Linked DNA regions of Mus musculus: region 2 is linked to region 1. A link is a contact called in public HiChIP or PLAC-seq data. All regions are on one chromosome and are shown on one strand. The core of a region is the stretch at or near the end of the contact, and the rest is flanking DNA. Distances in the headings are between cores, read along the strand shown. Region 1 holds the start of Shank1 (SH3 and multiple ankyrin repeat domains 1). Region 2 holds the start of Lrrc4b (leucine rich repeat containing 4B).

Region 1 (6,025 bases), core at 1,950-4,449:
GAGGAAAGGTCACCATCAGAGGCAACTCAGCTGGTGATTTGGACTCTGGGAAGTCTTGAAGAGCCCACTGGGGAGTTCTTTTGGAGTTGGAGTGGATGAGTTCCAGGGAATGACTTCTGTTAAGAGTTCTGTGCCCTTACCTCCAGGTAGGGTACCCCTTTCTCAAAGGACTGAGGGTACTCTCTTAGAAGCCTCTCCTCCTCCAAGAAGTTGGCATCCCGGCCTGAGGTGGCTGGCTGGAACAGTCCATAGTTCAGCACGTCCTGTAGACTCTCGCTCAGGGCACAGAGTACTTGCTGTTTGGCTGTCCAGATGGTGGCATCTGGGTTGAAGCGTAGGCATTTCTGGTGGGAGACAGGATGTCTGGGGCTAGGTTGGGTCAAGGGTATGAGGGTCAAGGGTAGGTTGGAAAAGGAATAAGATTCCAGCTAGATCTGGGATTGAGAGTGGGGAAAGACTTGGCCAATGTGTCTGTCAGCTGGCAGGTGAGTGACCACTCACCGTCTGATGCAAGTCAGGGATGCCAATCCTGAAAACCATCATGCTGAAGTGGGCGTCGTCAGGGACAGACATGGAGCGTCCCTGGAGGCCTCGGGTAGAGGCCAGGTTACCAGGTGCTCCGCTGCCTCGGCCCCGAGTCCCCTGGGGGCCTCTTCCTGGCCCGTCTGGGGAGCTGTCCGATTCTGAGCCCCCCTCGGGACACTCGCTGGCACTGTGTCTTTCCTCGTCCTCGCTTGTCGCGGGGCTGTGGGTCATCGTGGGGCCACGGGGCGACGGGGGACAGCAGCATCACAGGCAGCTGAGAAAAGCAAGGGTGATCCTCACTGTTGAGCCACTCAGAGGCCACCAGTACCAGTGGACAGACACAGGGGCAGCCAAGGGAGACTAGACATGCCCTCAGCCCCCTGCACAGACAAGTTTGCACCACCTCTGCAGCCTTCCTGGCACCTTTCTCCTCCCTGTCCTTGGCCCTGCTTGCAGCCCCCCACCCCCCTGCGCTCCACTTTGTGGCTGACCCAGTGTGTCCTAGAAATCACAGAATCACCGCGGGAGCTAGTGGCCCACTTTGTCAAACTACAAAAAAATGAAGCTAAAATTAGCTAAGGACAGACAGGTGGACCAATCCACCCCGGCATCCTGCCCTCCTGGCCGGAGCCTGGCCCCTTCACCCCAGGGAGGTGGAGACTGACTTTTATAGTAAAGGTGAGATGGAGGTGTGAGTTTTGAGCCTGGGGCAGCAGGAGGTGCCCGAGAGCTGGTGACTTCACTGAAGTGTGGCTGACCACATGTTTAGAGGGCTGCTGCTGGGGAATGAGCTGTCCCTGTAGGGGATGGAGGGACACGAGTGGGGGTGGATGAACAGAAAAGAGAAGTTCCCCTGAGCTGGGCCCAAGAGACCCATGATGAGAGGTTACTGGGGCGTGTGAAGAGGATGTGTGGGTGGATAGGGAGGCTGGCCCTGGCTCTGGCTGGAAAGTCCAGGTGACAAGCTGTGGTGGCCTGGGTGGGTGTGGGCAGCTGCAGGTGACCTGTGGGTGTTTCAGGAATGGCACAGCAGGGTGGGTGGGCTGGCACTGCTTGGTACTGGAGGCTCCACCGAGGAGAATTTGGATTGGGTGGGGTGTCTGGGGAGGAAGCTAAGAAGTGAGCTGCAACAATATGGGGACCAGGAGATGGGGAGGGTCGTCCCTCTCAAAGTGGCCTACTGAGGGGTGGCTCCATTCCAAATGCGGTCCTCTTCTCTCCTGTTTGCCACCCCCTACTCCCCACTCTAGAACCGGAAAGCAGAATGTCTGGTCTGGTCCCTCCCACCCCACACCAGGCCCGGCTCCTGCACCGTTGCCATGGAGATGGGAAGCAGTGGAGGGTACTGCTGACTTTGGGGGAGTGGGGATGGGCTGGGGGGAGGGAGGGTTGGGGAAGGAAAGACGAAATGTTTAAGGAAGAGAGTTCCAAGAACTGTAGGCGAGCAGGCGTCTAACCACGGGCTGAGGAACCCTCCCCCTCGCGGGGACCGAGCTCTGAAGCACCCCATCCCAGGTACCCTGCCTTGTGGCTCAACCCGCTGGGCTGGGGAGGAGACCCGGGCCTCCAGCTCAGTCTGCTGACCGCCCTACACCACATCCCGCCTGGCAGTGTGACCTCAGCCACTCCCCCTCGGCTGACCCTGGCTGACATCCCCTTTGCAGCCCCAGCTCTGCAGGAAAGGGGTGGCAGGTGGGATAAAAGGTCAGCAAAGGCTAGGTCCCCTATAGCGCGGGCTCCACTGCCCCAACACCCAGGACAGCTCGGGGCCCCTCCCCCTCCGGCCTCGAGGGAGGGAGCGGGCACACTCCGCCGGGGCGGCATGAATCAAAAGCTCGGCGGCTAAGAATAGCTGGCACGCAGCTGGTACCGAGACGGGCTGAGGAATCGGCGAGGGGGGGGGGTGGCTAAGGGGAGAGAGGGGGTGCCCTGAGAGGCTGCGGGGGGACAGGGGACGGCTGGCGTGGCCAGGAGCCGGGCCCGGGGAGAATGAATGGAGGTGGAGGAAGGCGGGAGCAGGGAGGTTGGTGAAAGAATAGCCCTGGGTCGGGAGAGGGAGCTGGGACTGGGGGCGGGAGCAGAGGGGGCGCGCCGGCCTGCGGAGAAGGAACCTGAGGCGCGATGGGCACGCGAGGCGCGGGTGGAAAGGAACTACAGACGCCTGGAAGGGGCGCCGGGTCCAGGCGTCGTAGGAGGCTCTGGCCCAGACCCTGGGTTGGAGTGGTTGGAGACCAGGGTGACCTAGGGGAGGGGCCCAGGTGTGCTGGGGTGGGCGAGGCGGGGGAGTGGCCGAGCCGGGTTGGGAGGCGGGGACCAAGACCCAGTCTTGGCCCCGGAGAGCCTCCGAGACCAGTTCGGCTTAGGGGGCGCAGCACGTGGGGGATGGGGCACACCCTCCTAGCAAGGATACGATCTGGGACGGGGCACTCGGGACCAGGTCGCAACCCAATTTGATGTCACCCTTAGGGGCCATGCTACCTTCCACACCCTCACCCCCCCATACACACACCCTAAATGTACACCCAGGCCGGAGCCGGCGCCAGGCCAAGGACATCCGGGGCGCCTCCGCCCTCTCCCGCAACCCCAGTTCTCGCAATTGCACCCTACCCCAGAACCACCCTGTAGTGTCCCGTGCCCTTACCTGCCTGGCGGGGCTGCTGAGTCCCGGTCGGCGCCTCCACTGCCACCCGGCTCGCTCTCTTTCGCACTCGCTGTCTCTCCCTCACCCGGTCTCTCTCTCTCTCTCTCTCTCTCTCTCTCTCTCTCTCTCTCTCTCTCGCTCTCCTCTCTCTCCCTCCCTCCCCTCCCTCCGCCCTCTCCCCTCCCTCCGGGAGCCCGCAGAGAGATATCGCCCCTCCCTGAGCCCCCAAACCTCGCCCATTCTCCCCCCAACACACGCGCGGCTCCACCCCCCCCCTCGCCCTCCTCCACCCTTCATCTCCACTGCCCCATCCTCAAACCCAGACTCCACCCCTGCTCACCCCCATGTACCCCTAGTGGGATCCTGCTCTTCCTAGGGGAGCCCCTCCTCCAGATTGCTCCCCACCCTTTCTACACATGGTGGGGTGCTATTTGTATTTGTAGAGTCTGTATGTTCCCAAATCGAATACTGTGGGTTATAGATTCTGGTCCTGTACCCCCAAATGTGTGTACCTTCACCCCTCCACCCCGACACACACACACATACCCCTCCCCACATGCACACAACTTTCCATATGAGCTCACATACATGGAAGTACCTGAGGCACATACCCCTTCCCCCAAGCTGGTCCTGTAAACCAAGCATACCCACAGCTACCTACTCCTTAGGGCATGCTTGCCCAGTACACACAACCAGAGACACACACCCAGCTTCATGCACAATGTCACACCCCTGTGCCACAGCATACCGACAGCACCCTGCAAGATTGACCTACACCATACTCCAACTACATACTTAGATCTACCTACAAGAAGCACGGTAGACAGACCTGTGTGCTGTCCGAGCCAGCTCACCCACTCCACTGGTCATCACAGGTGTTTTTGCCTGTTTGCCTGTACACCCTGCCCACAGCACACCTCCCACCCCCCCAGCTATCCTTGAGTATACTATAGGTGCCAGGTTCAGTGACTTCTTTCCTGTCAAAGCACACAGAAAGGCTAAGTAATTTGGCCCAGGCCACCCAGCTATAAAGAGGTGGTATCAAGGGTGAAGAACACAGAAGGCTGTCTCCATCTTCTCCACAGGCCTGCTATGGTGTTTCAAAGAACATACCTGAAGATGTATACCCTTCTGCATTCTATAACGCCTCCAATTTCACACACATGGACACACAAAGCTAATTGTGTGCAGGTAGTCAGCTTTCTCCTACCTGGTACATTCACAGAGGAAGGCAGATTCATTCAGCATATTTCAGCCCTCTTCAGCCATGACTTCCACTTTGCCCAGCAGCGTCCCCAGGGCCACTAGGGAACACCAGCTCCTACAGAGGGTTGTTCTAGATAGTTTCTGAGTTTGTCTTCAGCTGCAGCTTCTCTGGGGCATCCTGGGATAAACTGGAGTTGGTACCCAGCTTAGAGAGGCCCTCATCTTGATGCACCCACCCAGGTGCCGAGCAGCTGCGCCCATGGAGAACAGCTGCTGGTGCTGGTACATACACTGAGCGGCTATGAGGCATTCTGCAGTTTACAAAGCCCCTCTGCATTATATGGAGGTCTCCAGCTTCCGAAGAGAGACCTCCGTGCTACAGATGAGCATCCGAGAGGCTCCGAGAATCAGTTGGCTGCCCAAGGTCACTCTGCCCTCTGCGTACTAGGCTTTCTTGAAAACTGGTGTGTTCCTTTACAAGGCCCCTCATGGGACTCACAGCAGCTGAGGGCAGATGTGAGGTACCTGCTTGGAGCCAGCAGCCTTGGTACATGATGCCACACCTGTGACCTCCATACGGCTGCCATGTCTCCTCTCTGAGCTTCTTTGCTTTTTCCTTGCAAACCCTGGGCCCCTAGATCTTTGGCTCATGAATTGGCAGGACCTGCGGGACTAAAGCTCTGCAGGACTCATGAGCCTGGCATGGTGTGGGTAAGGCATGGCCATCTACTCTCCTGGCATTGGAACCTTCCACTGCCCTCAGCGCCTGCACTCAGGCAGACACCTTGAGAACTCCGGTGCAACCTAAACACAAAAGTCTGATTTTTAAGGCCTTTTACCAAGCTGCTGTAACATTGGTCTTATTCATCAGTTTAACTGAGTACCAACTAGGTGCTAGGAAGTCCTGCTTTGATTTGGGGATACAGAAGTAGCCCCAAAATCTATGCCTTGGTCTGCAAGAGACAGATGTAAATAAACAAGCCCATACTGGTTGGACCATACCTAGAAGAAAAGGGGGCATTTTGAGAAAGCATCTCACATGGTGGGCAGAGCTGAGGCTTCAGTAATGAGAAAGAGCTGAGGGAAGAGTTTGCAGAAGGAGGAAAAGGCTAGGAAGGACAGAGTGGTGATGGAGGGTGAGGGGAGATGAGGTGAGACTGCAGAAAAAACGGTTCTCTCCCAGGCCCCAGCCCTGCAGGCTGCACTGAGGACCGAGGAGACCGCGGTTTGGCTTCTCTCCTGCTTCTGATGGGAAGGTGAGGAGGCAGGGGCGTGGGGAGTAATGTGATCTGATTTATGGTTTGGAAGGATTGCTCTGGCTGCGGCAGGCAAGCAGCCCAGATTGGAGGGGCTCTGTAGAAGGAGGGAGAGTAAGGGGAGGCCACTGCAGTGGTCTAGGCTGGGATAAGGCAGCTTGCAGAGGGTTCTCTACTCACGGCCAGTGCTTGGTTAGTATACATACTGGAGATACCTGCTCTGACTGTCAACCCTTCTCCTCCCTTGATGGGGGAACCACTGGGCTCACTACCACCCCTCCCACCCCAGCATCAACCTGCTCAGGGCCTGGCCTGCAGGAGAATCTTGTAGTTACACCTTTTAAGCAGCACACATGCATGCTGTTCACACATATCCCCACAAGCAGGCACCACATAC
Region 2 (6,025 bases), core at 2,468-4,967, 130 kb before region 1:
TTAAACGGGTACAAGGTAGTCTACACGAGGACTTGGAATTGACTCGATGCCTTTTAAACAGTGGCCTTCAGCCAGTGCTGTGATTCACAACTGTAATCCCTATACACAGGAGACTAGAGCAAGAGCATCACTGCAAGTTGGGGGGCAACCTGGGCTACAGAGCACGCTTAAGGGCAGCCTGAGCTGCCTATGGAAAGAGTTCCAAACCAGTCAGGGATACAAAGTGAGTCGCTGATCCTATCTCAGACAGATAGATAAATGCATAGATGCATAGATAGAAAAGCAAAACAAAACCCAAGAACCAACCAACCAACAACAAAATCCTCATGGGGGTGAGCACCATGTCTGCTCACAGACACTGGGTCTGCAGACAGCTGATGGCTGGCTGGGGCGCTGCTGAGCAATCTGCAGCACTCAGGACAGCCCCACCTCAGCCTCCCCGCTGTAGAAAGACCTGTTCCAAATGTCACAGCGCAGAGGTGGGAGGCGGCTCCCAACAGCTCACTCTGCCACCAGCACAGCCCCTAGCCCCACCGCACGGGGAAGGTTGTACACCAGCCAAAAGGCAGCTAAAGTCACCTGCAGCCTCCACTCACCACTCTGCCAGTACCAACCCTAAACCCTGAGCCCCTTGGCCCCCATCATTCACCCAGCCAGTTCTCCAGGACCGGAAGGAAACCAGCCCCCACTAGAAGAAGACATTGAGGTTTTCTGGAGATGCCAGGTCAGGCCAACACAAGCGATGGTGAAGTGGAAGGGCCTCTCCTGGCTACCTCAAGGCACCCTGTACTGTGGTGTGGGGGTGTGACAGGCACCCCAGGAAAACGTACACAGCCTACATGGAAATATATCGCAAAGGTGGGCGGGGCGAGGACGTGAATCCGTGCGCAGACACCAGGAACTCCAGGATGAGAGGGATGAGGAGGGAGGCAGAGGCTTGCACCCTTTGTGCCTTGACCCACGGGCCAATCAGCGGCGGAGGCGGGCTCACCTGGATGCTGTTCTCTTGCAGGTTCAGGTAGCGGGTGTTGACAGGGATGCTGGCTGGCACCTCGGCCAGCTCCCTCCGCGTGCAGATCACCCGGCTGGCCTGGTTGCTGCAGGAGCAGGCGGCTGGGCAGGAGGTGGCTGGCGGGGAGCCTCCTCCAGCGGCTGAGGTCACGGCCACACCGCCCCCACCAGCCCTCAGGGGTGGGGAGAAGAGCCACAGGAGCAAGAGAGCCCCGTGGGGCCAGGACATCCTACCAGGCGGCAGCAAGGGGCACGGGGAGCCGCGGATGTGGGCCTGCGCCATCCTCAATGTTCATACTCCGAGGGCACGCTGGGGGGCTGTGGGAGAAGAGAGGGTGTTGGTCAGTAAGCAACAGGGACTCAGGCTGCCTGAGCTTCATCAGGCTCAGTTCCACCAGAAGTCCCTACCCCTGCTCAGAACCAAAGTTACAGGGACTTGGCCTTCCTGTGCCAGACCTCATCCTCCTCTGGGCCATTCTGCAGAAAGGATAAATGAGGCAAGAGAGAGGACATTTGTGCCCAAGGTCACTTGGTTAGTAAATGGCAACGTCAGCTAGATTCAAACTTAGGTCCTGCCAGGCCTGGGGTCGCAGGACTGCCCTTGTAGTTGCTCAAGATGTCGAGGCAGGAGCATTGAAAGTTGCAGACTGGCCTGGGCTAGAGAGAGTACATCCAGAGCCAACCTGGGCAATGCAGTGAGACCTCGTTCAAAACTAAAAAGTCAACATGTGGCTGGGCGGTGGGGCACATTCCCAGGATGCTCAAGGCCTTTGTTTCCACCCCTAGAACTGTTTGTTAAAAAAATTTTTTTTAAGTTGTGTCATTGCATTGAGTTCAGTTAGACAGGTAAGTATGTAGAGATAGAGGGACAGACAGACAGACAATGAGGCAAAGGCTCTGCCGGGGTGAAAAGCAACACTGATCAACTCCTATCACACACCAAGCGGGTTGCAGGTCCCCTGGGAGGCAGCGTCCCATCCCTCCATCCCTCCCTGCAGGTCTCTGTCCAGGTGTACGGGCACCAGAACCAGACATGAAGGCCCATCTCTGTATGCCCTCCTGCCCACCCTGGGGTCATCCCTCACTCCACTCAGGCCCTGTCCTGTCCTAGACTTGGAGGAGAGGTAATCGAGAGGGGACAGGAGGTAGCTGGGTTTCTGGCAGGAGGTGGGAGGCTGTTGGGGTGCCCCCACCCTGTGGTGGCCCTGTTGGAGACTATAGCAGTGCCCATGGGCCTCAAGATTGCAGGTGCTCCAAGGGAACACAGCCTGTGGCGGGACCTGTGCCAGCGGCTGTCGCAGGACAGGGCTGAGGAGCTGATGGAGTGGGGATGGAGCAGTAGGGACCCCCATGTCTGTGTCTGGGATGCAGGAATTCAGGGTCATTGTACACCCCCCCCCATCCTATCCCCTGTTTTCCTGAGTCCCGGGGGGAGGGACTCAGGCTAACCAAATGGCGCGCAGATAGGGCAGTGACTGCAGCCAGCACAGCAGGCGCCCTTCCTATGCATCAGCCGCTCCTGCCTGTGGAGGGCGGAAGCTGCTGGATTTTGTGCCTTGTCAAGGCCCACTGGGTGGCAGAGGGGGTCTGGCCTCAGGACTTACCCTCTGGCTCCCAATGGTCCCTCCACATGGCACCCCTGAGTGCTCACACACATAGAATCCCCTGAAACGGGGGGGCAGTAGGGGGAGAGGGGTCCCCATAAACATGATCACCCACCCACTCACACAAACAGCAGAGACAGACACACCCTCACACACGGCCTCTCTAATCCATGGACACAGGGCTGCCTGCCCCCCATGCAGGTGCGCATGAGCGCGCAAGCACGCGAGCGCGCGAGCAAGCACACACACACACACACACACACACACACACACACACACACACACACACTCCTGTAGCCTCCAAGATTTTAACCCAGATAGAAATATGTGTGCCGCCGCCGTGTATTGGAGCAAGTGTGTGAAGGCAGGGCTGGAAATGGAGACAGAGATGGAGACAGAGATAAAAAGAAACAGAGATGGAGACAGAGAGACAGACCAAGAGAAAATGACAGAGATGGTGAGAGGCACGGAAACAGAGACAAAGATAGAAAAGGGGGGGAAAAGACAAAGACAAAAACCGGCACAGAGATAGACAGAGGCCAAGGGACAGAGACCGTGACAGAGAGGCAGAAACAGAGAAATAGACAAAAAGACGGAGATGGAGAGATGGACCCAGGAGCAGAGACTGACAGGATCAGAGAAGCGGAGGCACGAGAGACCGAGAGATAGACAGAAAGACAGAGAGGCAGAACCCCCCCACCCCCCCACCGCCTCAGGGCTGGCCACCACACGCTGCCTTCACTAGCTTGCCTCGGCAGGGGCCGGGGGCCTTTGTTCCCACACATGTGGCCAGGGAGCTTTCTCCTCAGTCCACTCGGCTCCACGATCCCCACTTCCTGATACTCTGGCAACGACCAGCCAAGGGTCTGTGCTCACCGAGCCCACCATCCCCCAGGCCAGCGCCCGGGTCTCCTCCCCCACCAAGGCTGCCAGTGCACACCCCGTCGAGGCTTCTGCAGTAGCAGCTCCCCTCCCTCCCCTCCCGCCTCTCCTGCCACCACCATCTCCTTGTCCTTGTCTCCCCGCTCCCAGAGCACACACTCTGAGGGACACTCACCCTGGCGGCTTGGCTTCCGATGGCCTTCTCTCTGTGCCCCAGGCCCCCCCCTCCACATGCCTGCAGTTGCCCGGGGCCCTGCCACCCCAGCTTCCTACTGCTTCCCGTTGAGCTTGTGCTGAGGGGGGGGGCGCAGGGGCTTCTTGGGTCTCCCTGCACCCCCCCCCGTCTGTCGCCCTCCCCACCCTCTAGGGGAGCCTGGCCTTTTTCTCTTGGCCACCACACGAGCAAGCCCTTGCCTCCTGTGGTCCTGTGTCCCCCACTTTACTCCCCCCAACACCAGCTTCCTTTCTCTTCACTCACAGACACAGCCTCTGCCCCTCTCCCCAGCTCCCCGACTCTGTCTTGTCTCCCCGAGGACCCCCAGACCTCTTGTCGGTCTGTCCTCCTCCTCCACTGTCCCTGTCAGTCTGTCATTGCTGGGAGCCTGGCTCAGTCAGGTTCCCACTGTCCGTCTGTCTGTCCTGGGGCCTGCCTCCTTGTCTCTCTCCCAGCTCTGCCTTGCTCCCTTTCTCTGCGATTACAATTTCTAGTCACACGGCAGTGCAGAGCCCAGCTCGCTCCCTCCCCGCCCCCTCCCTCCTTCTTTCTCTCCTTCCAGCGGGGAGGGCGCTCCCTTCCTCCTTCCCTCCACCCTCACTCAACTCCCCCCTCCCAGCTAGCTCGGCCAGGGGGTGGCCTCCCCCTCCCCCGCTAATCAAAGGCTCCGTTATCTAATTAACCCGTTGGTTCTGGGCAGTCAGGGAAGGTCGGGGGAAGCGGGGGAGGAAGGTTGTCGGCTGTGCTGCCAGGGGAGAGGGGTTTGGACTGTGCCAAGCTAGAGCCTCATGGCAGGCACACACACACACACACACACACACACACACACACACACACACACACACACACAGCAGCCTCGGCTGCAGAACCAGGCTGGGCAGCATGGACTCCATGCCGCTGGACCAAGACATCCCTCCTACATCCTCAGGGTCCACCCTGGCGCTCCTGCATCTGCTCTAGGTCCCCCCACTACCTCATGCAGCTGCTGATTCAACCCCATTCCAGTATTCCAGTCAACCTATGCCAGCCAACTTAGGCCCATGTCACCATCAACCTTTCAGCTGAGACCAGCACTCATTCTTGCCACAAAGAAAGCTACCCCTGATGCCAACCCCCCCCCAGCCACAGACTAATACCCACCTCCTGGTGCCCTCTGCAGAACAGGCTGTGAAGCTACACTTTGCTATTCACTTCATGTGTCCCTTCATCTATCCATGCTTCCTTCTATCTGTCCATACAGCCATTCATCTATCTATCCATATACCCATACAGTCATCTATATATCCACCTATCAACCCACTCCTCCATCCAACATCCATCCATCCATCTGTCCATCTATGTATCCACCCTCTACCCATCTATCCATCCTCTTATCTATATATCTATCCTTCCATTTACCTATTTCTTTCCTTGTCCATCCAACCCTTTATCCATGCATCCATCTCTTCTGCTACCCGTCCATCCATTCATCCATTCATAAATTCCCTTATCTACATACCTATTCATCCATCCCGTTAGCCATCTCTCCATTCTTTATCCATGCATCAGCCATCCATTTATTGATTTATCTTCACTCATTTATGTCTCTACCCATCCCTTTATGTATTCATCCATCCATCCATCCATCCATCCATCCATCCATCCTTCTACCTCTTTATATCTGCCCATCTATCACCCCTCCCTTTTCCACTTACTCTATCTAAAACCTATTTATGAAGCCCCCACTCTGTGCCAGGCACTGAAGCATATGCCAAGTGCTTACGAATGGGTACAAGGCTCAGCATACCATGACCCACAAATGCAAGTAGTGCTAGTTAGAGCTCTGGGAAGGGGCTGAGCTGGATTTCTGAATCTGCCTCTTTGCCATATGGCCTCAGTTTCTGAGTTCTGGTGTCCTTCACTGTGAGGAGGGTAGTACAGGCTGCCTGCCATAGTGGCTGGAGGTTGAAAGAGTAGTGTTCTGAACACAGGCTGTCCTGTCTCAGCTCATGCTCAGCTAGCTCCTGACCTAGCCATCACCTCACTCCTGCCTGGACTCTGCTCCACAGTGTGTCTGGTCCCTCAAGTGACCAGCCAGATCCCTCCCTTTGCTGCTCAGGGCCCTCCAGCAACTTCTGAATCACACAGATAAAGGTTAAAAACCTCACTCCTCAGTCAGCTTCTGCTCTGACCTCCCTCCTGGAGCTGAGCACCAGCCTGGGGCTGAGGGCGAGCGAGGCTTTGTGGTTGTTCTTCACTCTGCCTGTATCCCTCTGACACCGCTCTCACTGAATGATGCCTGGTTCTTTCTCCCTCAGGTTACCTAATCTCTCAG

The links. HiChIP or PLAC-seq counts read pairs in DNA pulled down with a chosen protein or histone mark.
Region 2: a contact with region 1 is called in an H3K4me3 HiChIP or PLAC-seq map of embryonic stem cells, with 3 times the contacts expected there. The contact joins the promoter of Lrrc4b here to the promoter of Shank1 in region 1. A contact is called at or near these places in 3 of 39 promoter capture datasets (embryonic stem cells, hippocampal neurons and stem cell-derived epiblast-like cells), 3 of 484 Hi-C or Micro-C datasets (all in embryonic stem cells) and 7 of 115 datasets of contacts at active chromatin or transcription factors (bone marrow-derived macrophages, double positive thymocytes, embryonic hindbrain and 2 more).

What each region holds. Positions count from the first base shown.
Region 1 is chr7:44,307,438-44,313,462 of GRCm38.p6, reverse strand. It overlaps Shank1 (SH3 and multiple ankyrin repeat domains 1), which reads right to left and starts at 3,199. Exons shown (of 25, transcript NM_001034115.1): 1 at 3,167-3,199; 2 at 502-799; 3 at 141-344. The coding sequence starts at 756.
Region 2 is chr7:44,440,179-44,446,203 of GRCm38.p6, reverse strand. It overlaps Lrrc4b (leucine rich repeat containing 4B), which reads right to left and starts at 3,717. Exons shown (of 3, transcript NM_198250.1): 1 at 3,673-3,717; 2 at 992-1,329. The coding sequence starts at 1,294.